Linked DNA regions of Ovis aries: region 1 is linked to region 2. The links are chromatin contacts, called in public Hi-C maps. All regions are on one chromosome and are shown on one strand. Each heading gives the region's core, a stretch centred on a gene start, on an enhancer-like site or on the middle of the called end of the contact. The rest is flanking DNA. Distances are from core to core; before and after follow the strand shown. Region 1 holds the start of RRAGC (Ras related GTP binding C). Region 2 holds the start of NDUFS5 (NADH:ubiquinone oxidoreductase subunit S5).

Evidence for each region. A called contact is a pair of places that touch in the nucleus more often than the background predicts.
Region 1: a Hi-C map of liver shows a contact between it and region 2, with 2.2 times the contacts expected there. The contact joins the promoter of RRAGC here to the promoter of NDUFS5 in region 2. A contact is called at or near these places in 3 of 16 Hi-C or Micro-C datasets (hypothalamus, liver and muscle).

What each region holds. Positions count from the first base shown.
Region 1 is chr1:13,586,968-13,592,492 of ARS-UI_Ramb_v3.0, forward strand. It overlaps RRAGC (Ras related GTP binding C), which reads right to left and starts at 2,816. Exons shown (of 7, transcript NM_001161867.1): 1 at 2,580-2,816; 2 at 657-860. The coding sequence starts at 2,816. LOC121819013 (a long non-coding RNA gene) reads left to right here and starts at 3,129. Exons shown (of 2, transcript XR_006059127.2): 1 at 3,129-3,397; 2 at 4,883-5,525.
Region 2 is chr1:13,732,376-13,737,898 of ARS-UI_Ramb_v3.0, forward strand. NDUFS5 (NADH:ubiquinone oxidoreductase subunit S5) reads left to right here and starts at 1,922. Exons shown (of 3, transcript XM_060395334.1): 1 at 1,922-3,819; 2 at 3,931-4,148. The coding sequence starts at 3,933. LOC114114099 (a long non-coding RNA gene) reads right to left here and starts at 1,830. Exons shown (of 2, transcript XR_003588956.3): 1 at 1,582-1,830. It also overlaps the pseudogene LOC132657399.

The DNA of each region.
Region 1 (5,525 bases), core at 1,566-4,065, 140 kb before region 2:
GCAGATTGCTTAAATTCTGTGATCTCAGTTTACTCAGCCATAGAATTGTAGTTACAATACCTACCTTACAGCACTGTGAAGAAGAAATTAAATTAGGTCATACATATGAACGCACTCATAACAGAGTCTGTACCTCAGAACTCATTCCTAGCTAATGCTTAAGCTTAGAAAAAAATTAAGATTCTTAAGGATAGAGACATGTCCCATTTATCTGAGTGTCTGCCACATGCTAGGCCCTCAATAAGTGCTAGCTGAGCTAAAATGAATTTGGACAACTAAAGAAACTATTCACTTAATATTTACTGACTCAGTTCTCACATTCCTCATTACAGACACTGATAAGACCTTTTCAGTGGGTGACAACATTACAACAGTTAATAAAAATATAGCAATATCTACTATTAACAAAAATGGAACACTGCTCACTAACTAGAACTCAGAGATATAAACCCTATCTCCTAGTCATCTCATATTCTGTACTTGCACAAAGGCATGCCTGCTCCTAAAGCACCTCTGCAGGTACACCTCTCAGAGTTAGGAAATCTAGTGGCAAAGAAACAAACTGCAAGAAGCACATGACAAGATAAACAACTTTCCTTTGTTCCTACATCTTCCGCCATCAGAGAAGAAAAGTAAACATCGTCATGTCCAACTACCTGTGCATCAATGACGTATATCAACGCTCCCGTTCCCCTGAAGATCATCTCGTAGTCAAAAGTTGGGTCAAAAAAGTCCATTTGCCCAGGAAAATCCCATATTTGGAAATTCACAAAGGAGCTATTAGAAATGTCATCTTTGTAAATCTTGTTGGTACTTTCCAAAAAGAGGGTCTCATTGGGTGACATTTTATGAAACACCACCTGTTAAAAGAAAAAAGGACAATTTAATGACTATTCCACTTTTTATTTAAAATAAGTACAAAACTCCACCCAGAATTAACATAAAGAATGTGACCCTACAGCAAAAATTTTGAGAGAGATGAAACGTGAATGGTATATCCATTGGTACTCACTATCCTCTAACTTGTAACAGAACAGAAAATACCAAATTACTAAAACCAAATCACCCAGAAAAGCTAAAACTTTTCTATTTTCTCTGTCTGTATACAATACTAGCAGTAGCAATGTCTCTCCTCAGTCTTTTTTTTCTCCTCATTGTATAAATTCTGCCAAAATCTGCTCTAAGATTATGAAAATTTATAGCTAAAGTTTAAGTAGTTTTGTTCATTAAAATTTTATCAGAATGCCCACATCAGGCTCTAACAAACAATTAGAAAATAAACTGACTGGACTCTGTCCTTCATGGGTTTGCAGTCTTGTGGAAGAAATAAAGGCAAATTATACCAAATAGGAAAAGGCATATTGGTAGAGAAGGAATATTCATGAGGAGGGGAAGAATGGGACTTGACAAGGAAAAGACAGCTCCCATGAGGAAAAAAAAAAAAAGGTAAACGCAATTGTTAATCACAATTATCACAATCCACACAATTCCAACACAAAAGGAATTTCCCTCTCTCTACTCGCTGGATGGGAAAAATGGATAGTTACTCCTGAGGTTTAGACTGTGAGTAACACTGTAACGAATCAAAACCAGTTTGCTAAAAACCTGCCATCAATGTACTCAGATTTTGCTGTAACGGTGAAAAGATAATAAAACATAGTAATCCCGTAAATTTGGAAGGCTACTTTTTAAAATTATCATGTCTACAGAATATCACGCAGAGATTTATTTTGGAGAGATCTTTGCCACAGAATGAAAAGCGCAAAAAGCCAGGGATCTGGCATTTTATCGCCAGCTCACCTTGTGTTTAAGAGGAATGGCTGATGGAGGTGGTCAACCCTGCCTCTATTCCCCCTTACTAAAAAAGCGAATAGCCCTCCATCCTCTCCTGCCATTTCCCAAGTAAAAGCACATGTACAAAGGTCTGTAAATATTCTCCAGGTCTCAAGACTTTTGTAGCTACACACACACAGAGGGGAAATCACTACTAATTATACTCACCGGGCTAAAAGTACTAAAACAGGTGGAAGAACAGCCCCCATTCCCACTAAGGAATGTCACAGTGAAGTCTCCTTCGTACTAGCAACAAGAGCAGGCATTACAAACACCAAGGAGTTAGTCACAACTCTTTCTGACGCTGCTCCCTGGGGCTCACCTGGGAAGCCCTGCAAACTCAGGTCACCTGAAGTGAGAGGCGCACACACAACCGGAGTCGGGTAAGGAGTGTGGGAAAGTTAGAACCGGGGAGCAAGTCTCAGTTTCATGAATGGCATGGGGGCTGGGTCCCAGGAAGTGAGGGCCCAGGAGGTGAGGCCACGGGCACCTGCCTCGCTCCGGCCACTCAGGGAGTGCGGGGATCCACTCGGCCTCGGCTGACCTGGGCGTGGACTCCGAGATCGGGGTCCCGGCGCGTACCGCGCCCGGGCTCTGCTTCCCAGAGAAGAGAAAGCGCGCTGGGACAACCCAGCCGGCCACCCCGGCCGCCGCCCTCCTCAGGGCCTCCCCTCCCGGCTGGCCCCCAGCGCCCCCGAGGAGGGGAGGGAGGGGGAGGGGCGGAGGGCCCGAACGGCCCCACTCACCTTCTGGATGGAGGACTTGCCGCTGCGCCGCAGGCCCATGAGCAGAATCCTCGGCTTGGAGCTGTCAGCGCCCCCCGGGCCACAGCCGCCTCCGGCCCCCGCCCCAACCCCGCCGCCCGCGGCTGCCGCCTCCTCTTCCTCCTCCTCCACGCCGTAGCCGAAATCCTTTGGGAACGAATCCGCCGCGCCGTAACTGCCGGCGAGGGGCGTCTCCTCCGCCCCGTACTGCAGGGACATGGTGCTGGAGCCGCCGCCGCCCGCGCCCTGACAGGCCAGGCCAGGCCAAGCCAGGCCGCCGCCTCCCCAGTCCGCCGCCGCCGCTGCCGCCGCCGCCCCCGGCAGCCGCCGCCGCTGTGCGGCCCGCCCCCCGGCGCCCGGCTCTCATAGGCTCCCCGCCCGAGCCTGGCCCCTCATTGGTCGCCCCAGCTGCCACTCGGGAGCAGCAAGGTAGGTGGTGCCCGTCACGTGCCCGGAATCACCTGACTCGGAGCCGTGGAGGGGGGAGGAGGAGTCACGAGGAGGGTAGCCGGGCCGAGCCCTCTGCCCTCCGCCCCAGCCCGCACCTCCGTCCAAGCCAGCCACGCGCCTTGCTCCTCACCGTTCTCCTGCCTTCTTCGGGACTCCGGAGGCCAACACAATGAGTGACGCTCTCTGGGCACTTGGGAGAATTGATTGTCCTCCTCCTACTATTGTGCTTGCCCAACCAATACTTACTGATGCCCGCGAAGTCCTGGGGCAGAAGGGGCACAAAACTGGAACTACCTTGGACCCTGCCTGCCCTCAAGTTGCCCCAGGGTTAATGGAGATCGGACCTCTGAGTAAGTAGCTTCTGTATGAGATAGAAGTGGGAAGGTCAAAGATGCAGATAGAAATGCTCAGCATGGGTGGGTGAGAGCATCTCTAAGGAGCTGGCGTCTGAACAGGTCTGGAAGGATGGCATTGGTTGAGGTGTTCAAAGGTAGAGAGGAGGAGCTAGCCAGAGGGCAAAACCTCAAACGAGGCAGAGTCATCGGTGAGATAGTTCGTTCTAGCAGGTAGCTGGCCCCTGATAGGAAAGCAAATGCTAGTAAGCTAGAATGTCTTACCCACTTTCTTCAGCAAATCACTGACAATGAATACTGCTACTGTTTGACTTATCAGGATCTGACGACGACTCCTCCCCACCCAGTATCTACTTCTGTAGTAATTCCATCACCCCATGAAACATTGCATCTTGTGTGATCTCCTTCAGATCAGAGACCAAAGGCATTAATAATGAAAGCTGACCAGAACAAATGCTTGTCACCAAAATATGGGAAAGCTAGAGGAATTTTACTCTTCACAGGGCGGCTTTAGAATTGGAAATTTAACCAATTTCCTCCTCCGGGGTCCTCCTCTTAAAGGGGACATGGGTGGTGATATTGATCTTTCAAGGAAACTTTCTTGATTATGAAGGGAAAGCAGGTATGCACATCTAGAAGTTGGTTTTGTCTGAATCTCAAAATTAAAGGTAGGACATCCTTAGAGGTCATCTAGTGCAACCTCTCACCTAAAAAGAATCTACTGTACAGCGTCTCTGACGCTGCATGAAAGACTTGCAGCATACATTTCAGTAGAGCCCAGGGAAGAGAGCTCACTATCTCAGTAGGAAACAATTCCACTGTAGTAAAACTTGGCTTAGAAGTCTCTTATTCAGGCCAAAAATCACACTCCTTGGAGCTTATACACCATAGTCTATTAGCAGTGGTCATCTTTTTTATGACAGCACCTCAGATACTGGATTACAGTTTTCATTACCCACTGTCTTCTCTGTTCCACATTAAACATACTTCAGCCCAGCCTTCTACAGTAATGTCCAATAGCACTTCGTGTGATGACAGAAATGTTCCACATCTATACTGCTCAACATAGTAGCCAGTGTGGATTGAGCACTTAAATTGCTGCTTGTGTGACTCAGGAACTGAATTTTTAATTTTACTTGCCAGATGTGGCTAGCAGCCACCATGTTGGACAATACAGCTTTGTGGTTTCAAATGTACTCTCCACATTTATATGCAATTGAGCTTGTCAACATCCATCAAATGTCTGACACCTACAACACAATAAGGACCAATAGAGCCTTCAGGGTGATTGTTTAGCACCTGGACAGTATTTCTATTAGTGCTTTCCAGAATGGAATTTTTAAAAAAATATACAGACTGTAAGTGGTTCACACTAACAGTCACTGGAACCAGTACTTTGTCAGCAATCCCTAAGTGCCTAAACTTGTACAGCTGCATTTTTAACCTCAATGTAAGACTTGATATTTCAACTTTTTCATTTAGGCCGTGAAGTTTAGGCATTCCCAAGTTGTGAATCATTTTCAAGCTCATCTCAGTATCGTCTACCAACCAGCCCTTCCAACTCTGTGGCAAACAGAGAATTAGCATTACTACCATCTGACCCATATGTAGTCCTTTACAATTTGCAAGGTACTTTTTACATCCATTATATTTAATTTAATCCTTATAACACCTTGTGAGATAGGCAAGATATGAAATCTACATTTTACAGATAAGGCAGCTGCAACAGCAGGAACTCAACAGATCGGATCCTTTTTTTACTCCATTGAGCATCATGTATACTGTCTTCATCCAGATCCTTGATAGAAACGTTGAAGAGGACCTGCAGAGGCCAGGCTCACCCTGAATTCTTACATAGCACTGACTGATACAGCAGTGTAAGCATGTCATTTCCCCCCAAAAGTCTGATTATCCAACTCACAGGTTGCCATTTTTCAAAAGGATGGTACAGGAGACAATCACCTGATTTACATAAATATTAATACCAGTCTTATTAGGGAAAAAAATGAGTGCTGGCTGCCAGAAAAAATTTCTACTTGCCTGTCCACAAAGGGACTATCACACCAACTGCTTAAAGAAGCCATGTCTCCTCTTCCAAAACCCCTCATGAGGCCATGTTTTATTA
Region 2 (5,523 bases), core at 672-3,171:
GGTGGTAAGCGAAGGGGCTGTGGTCAAAACACGCTACACAAGCAACGCCTTCCCCAAGGAGTACATCCCCAGTGTTCAACAACTATACGCCCAGAGTGCAGTTGACGGGTGCCCAGTGAACCCGAACCTGTAGGTACAGCAGGCCAGGAGGAGTATGATCACCTCCGCACTCTCCTGCCCTCAGACCAACATGTTTGTCATCTTCTCCATTGTCATCTGCCTTCCTATGAGAATGTGCAGCACAAGTGGCATTCAGAGGTGTGCCACCACTGCCCCGAGGTGCCCATCCTCTTGGTGGGCACCAAGAAGGACCTGACACCCTAAAGGCGCCTGAAGGAGCTGGGCCAGGTGGTGGCCCAGCAGATCCAAGCTGTGCTCGGCCCTGCAGCAGGATGGCGTCAAGGAAGTGTTTACCGAGGCCGTCCGGCAGTGCTCAACACCGTGCCAATCAAGCATGGGCAGTCCTGCATCCTCCTGTGACCTGGCACCCAGCTTGGAGGCTGCCCCTGACCCTCCACCGGTTGCGCCTTTGTGTCTCGGTGCCTCGTCTGCCCCCAGCTGTGCCTTAAGGACTAATTCTGGCACCCCCTTGCTTATGGGGGTCCCCAAATGTCTTTTTCCCCTTAAGGGGGACCCACAGGAAAAGGGGCTTTGGGCCCTGCCCCATTCTGCTTGGAAACACCAAGTATTCTTGAGAGCTCACCCAGGTCAAAGTCGGACCCCTCCTCCAAGAAGCCTCCCCATTTCCCCCTACTCACCAGTTGACCTAGTTTTCCACACAGATATTGCTGCCTGTCCTGGTGCCTTCTCTCCAGAGGGCTCGGCAGAACCTAACCTCTCCCTCACTGCTCTTCAAATTGCTCCGCCCTCAAGATGCTCTCTCTTCCACAGGGAAGAAGCCACTGAATCCTAGTAAGATGAATGTGCCCGAACCTACCCCCATGTCCCTGGGCCTCATGCACCTGCTGACTGACTCGGTTCCACCCACATCGGGCTCCTGGGGCCCCTCTACCCCCATCTGCATCAACAAAACCTTCTGTCTCCAGTGAATCTGGGGCTCCTGCTGTAATCAAGGGGAACCTCTGGAGGTTCGGAAACAGAGGGGCATGGTCTCTGACGACTCTCCAAAATCCGTAAACTTTAAAAACTGAGACACAAAGAACTGCGATTGTCTTAGAGTGCCTTCCACGTGCTAGGAAACGCCTCAGTGGTTCGGTGGTGGTTTACTCGCTAAATCCTGTCCGACTCTTGAGACTCTATGGGCAGTAACTAGCCAGGCTCCTCTGTCCATGGAATTCTTCAGGCAAGAATATTGGAGTGGGTTGCCATAGAGGATCTTCCTGACCCGGGGATCGAACCCTCTTCTCTTACGTCTCTTGCATTGGCAGGCGGGTTCTTTACCACTAAGGCAACCTGGGAAACCCAGTGCTTTAATAGAACTCACTTAATCCCCCAAGCAACTCTATACACTGTATTATTATCTTTTAAGATTATTTTTATCTTAGATGAAACAGAAACATAGTGAGGTTAAGAAATTTTGCCAGGTGACACACAAGTGGCGGAGCAAGAACTGGAACCCACCCTGGGTGTGTTCACACTCCATGAGCTTAACCGCCACTGGAAGGGGATGAAGAGGGTTTCCTTGGTCAAGTCCCGCACCAATCATAGCTGTGGTGAGAGTCCCAGGCACTGAAGAAGGAAGCAGCAGGAAATCACTAAACCCTGGGGATGCCTCTCACGCGGTTATCTGGGCAAGGTCCGCTCGTCAGCAGTCTCTGGAGGTCAACTCAGACGGCCGCGCAGGCGCAGACAGATGGGCTTGGTCTCTATGGTTCCGGGGCGCGACGGCGGAAGGCAGGTCGGCTCCCGGCGTCGCGCTGCAAGAGTCGCGCAGCGGGCTTCCTTTGCGGCAGGCCTCTTCGTAGCCTGAGGATCGTCTAGGAGAGGCGGCCAGCGAGGAGAAAAGGACACAGCGGCCGGACGGTAGGGGCTGTGTGTGTCCGCTGGGCGATAGCGCCTAAAGCGCGTCCTTCCGAGAGCTCTTTAACAGATTTTCTCTTGGCTTGCTGGGTGGATGACCTTTCTCCTGGCCATATTTTCTGCTTTCCCAGGCTCCTTGGTCCACACAGCCTATGTCACTGAAGCCTATAGAGCGCGCCTCTCTCGGCTCTTTTTCCAGGTTGACTTAACTTTCTGACAGACTCATACTTGGCCTTTTGTTTCTTAACCTGAAGTCCACGTTCCTTTCCCAGCTTGCTGAGTGGCCTTGCGGGATTTAGGCCCTGCCAGCCTCTAAAGCTCTTTGCGTTCTTCCCGACGTGCACTCTGCGCTCCAGCCGCGTCTGGGTGCTCAGTGTACCCCAGACATAACCCAGCACACCGGCTGTAACTCGTGCAGCGTGTGCCCCAATGGAATACTCTGTCAACGACCTGCCCTTGATCCGTATCAAACGCCACCCATCTTAAAGGCATTTCCCCAGTTTCCTGGACAGAATAGGTGCTTCCTCCTTACGTCTTGTGCTCGCCCGTTGATTCCCAGCTCCCTCTGTGTGTCCTATGCTAGTGCTTAGGTTGCAGCTGCTCCCCACCACCCCCATCCCAGTGACTGGAACATTATTACTCAGTAAATGACTGAAAGAAAATTATCAATCTGGGTAGAAATGACTGGGTAGAAAACTTTAAAATTACATTCACCTGTAAGCCTACCACTCATAAACGTAACTGTTGACCTTTTTTTGTGCTTCCTTTCAGTCTTCTTTTGAAGTTTTTTTTTTTTTTACATTACTGTAACCCCCTCCTTTTTTTCATTAAACATTAAAAGGTATATTTCATGTGTATTATCCTCCCCCCACCATTGTCTTACCAGATGGGTACTGGATTTAATTATTCATTTCTGTTGCTTCACTGGTGGCTAAGACAGTAAAGAATCTGCCTGAAATGCAGAAGCCCCGGGTTCGATCCCTAGGTTGGGAAGATCCCCTGGAAGGGCATGGCAACCAACTCTAGGATTCTTGCCTGGAGAATTCCATGGACGGAGGAGCCGGGTGGGCTACAGTCCATGGTGTGGAAAAGAGTGGGGACATGACTGAGAGACAAACACTTTAACTTTCTCTATTGTTGCACTTTTAAGTTGTTTGAATTTCTTTTTTTTTTTCCCCCAACAATTATTGAGCTCCTACCTGACTGGTCCCTATCCTCAGAGTTGTTCGAAAAGGAGATGTGCATATGAATAGTACATTACAGGGGCGTGCAAGGTACTATGGAAGGTCTGCGAGCTGATGCTGTGCTAACACAGGATGACATTCCCGCTTCAAGATGGCTTCTTAGAAGTGTCATCTAAGTTATTATGGATCGAAAAGTGGAAAGAAATGTTTTTATGCTGTGCTTTTTTATTTCAGTTATTTCTTCAGATCTATCTCAAAGCATTGGGATTACTGAGTCAAAATATTCAATACAGGGACTTCTTTAGTGGTCCAGTAGCTTAGACTCTACACTCCCAATGCAGAGGCCTGGCTTCAATTCCTGGTTAGGAAACTAGAGCCCAGTTCGCCTGCGGCAGCTAAAGATCCTGCATGCTGCAACTAAGACCCTGCACTGCCAAATAAATAACATATATTTTAAAAATTCAATAAAACACACTTTTCAACTTTTGATTAAAATGACCTTATCAATATAGAGGATTTTTAATGCATTGTTTTTTGGTTCTAGTTCCCTTTTCCTGGAGTTTGAGTTTTGTGAGAGCATGAAAATTGCTTATCTACCATGAACTGGAAGAACTTGTGTAATGAAAAAGTTTGGGGAGAAGAAATTGGGAGACTGGTACAAAATATCTTTCTAGAGGGTGGTTTGTCATAATTATCTCATTTTTCTCAGAAATTTCTCTTTTGACTGCAACTTTATGGCATTCCTTTTTTTCCCCTTCCACTTCAGCCATGCCGTTCTTTGATGTGCAGAAAAAGCTGGGTGTTGACTTAGACCACTGGATGACAATCCAGAGTGCTGAGCAGCCTCACAGGATTCCAGCCCGATGCCATGCTTTTGAGAAAGAATGGATAGAGTGTGCACATGGAATCGGTAGTATCCGAGCGGAGAAGGAGTGCAAAATAGAATTTGAGGATTTCAGAGAATGTCTGCTTCGACAGAAAACGGTGAGGAAGTGATGAAGATGGGAATGGAATTACTTCCTTGTTTCTCTAGAGCTACTTTTAAATACTTCTAACTGATCACTGGGCATTGGCTTGCCCCATGTGAATTGGCAAAACTTTTGTGTGAAATACCTTCTCTACTTAGGTACCATGTCAAGGAAGTTAACTGTGTTAACCTGTTCAGTGTTCTTCCTCATATTCTCACATATTGGGTTGGCCAAAAAGTTCATGAGGGTTTTCCCATCAAACTTTTTGGCGAACCCAATATTTTCCTTAGCATTGTGCCCTGCTGCAGCCATCAGGTTAGAAATTGCATGTGCAGATTTCCATTTTTGCGTAGGCTGGAAAGTAAAGAGTATCAGCTAGTCTTGGGTGTTTGTCCTTGAAAATGTTTGGGCAAATATATTTCAAATTCATTGAACCCTCACTGGGGAAGAGATTAAAATCCTGTAGCTCTATTACACTGAACCTAATAAAACAACCTCTAGATTTCTACTCTGCAGAAGATGGAGGTGTTAATGAGATTGTTTTAGGTGATCCTGACCGAAAATACAGGGGAAAAAGTGTTAGTAGCATAGTGTTTACCTCCTCAAGAGTTGAATGAATTGCATAACATATAGGGTCCTGTTCCCCTTTAGAGAAGAAATCTTTAGCTATGGGCTGTCATTTTGCCTATTTCTGTGCTCCACATATAACATAGAATTATGTTTATTACTGTCAACTCCTTGGGATTCAGGAATACAATTTAGATTTTCAGTTAAATGTATCTCTAAAGTTATCTGTATCCATTTTAATATAGCTTGTCTTTTATAATCTGCTATTGGCATTTGGGTGAAGTAAAGCCAAATTTGGAAGGAATAAATGGTTGTCAGGTAATAATTTTGTCATGTTCTCTGGAAGAATATTTATCATCGAGTGATACTGTAGTAGACAAGGAGTGGGTGGTGGCTGGCCACCAACCAGCTAGTTAGTTCGCAGCATGTCATAACTTCTCTTCTTCTCTCCCCACTTCTCTCCCCACTTATTCCTTGCTCAGATTAACACTTGATTTATTATGGAAAATTTATACCAAGAGGAGACAGTGTGATGAGGTGGAAAGAATATTAGATTGGGAGTTGGGAGAGCTGGATTTTGATGCTGGTTTTACCACCACATTTTTGTGACTTCAAGAAAGTCTTTCCCATCCAATCTTGGTTTCCTTATTTGGAAATATAGTGTTGCTCTAAGGTCACTTCCTCATCCTGTGAATTTCTGAAGAGATGTTACCATTTTAGAGGTCATCTAAGTGAAGATGTTAGTGAATCAAAGAATTAGAATCAAACACTTCTCTAAGTTCTTAGAATGTAATAGTACATATATTTCTTGCAATAATCTCAAA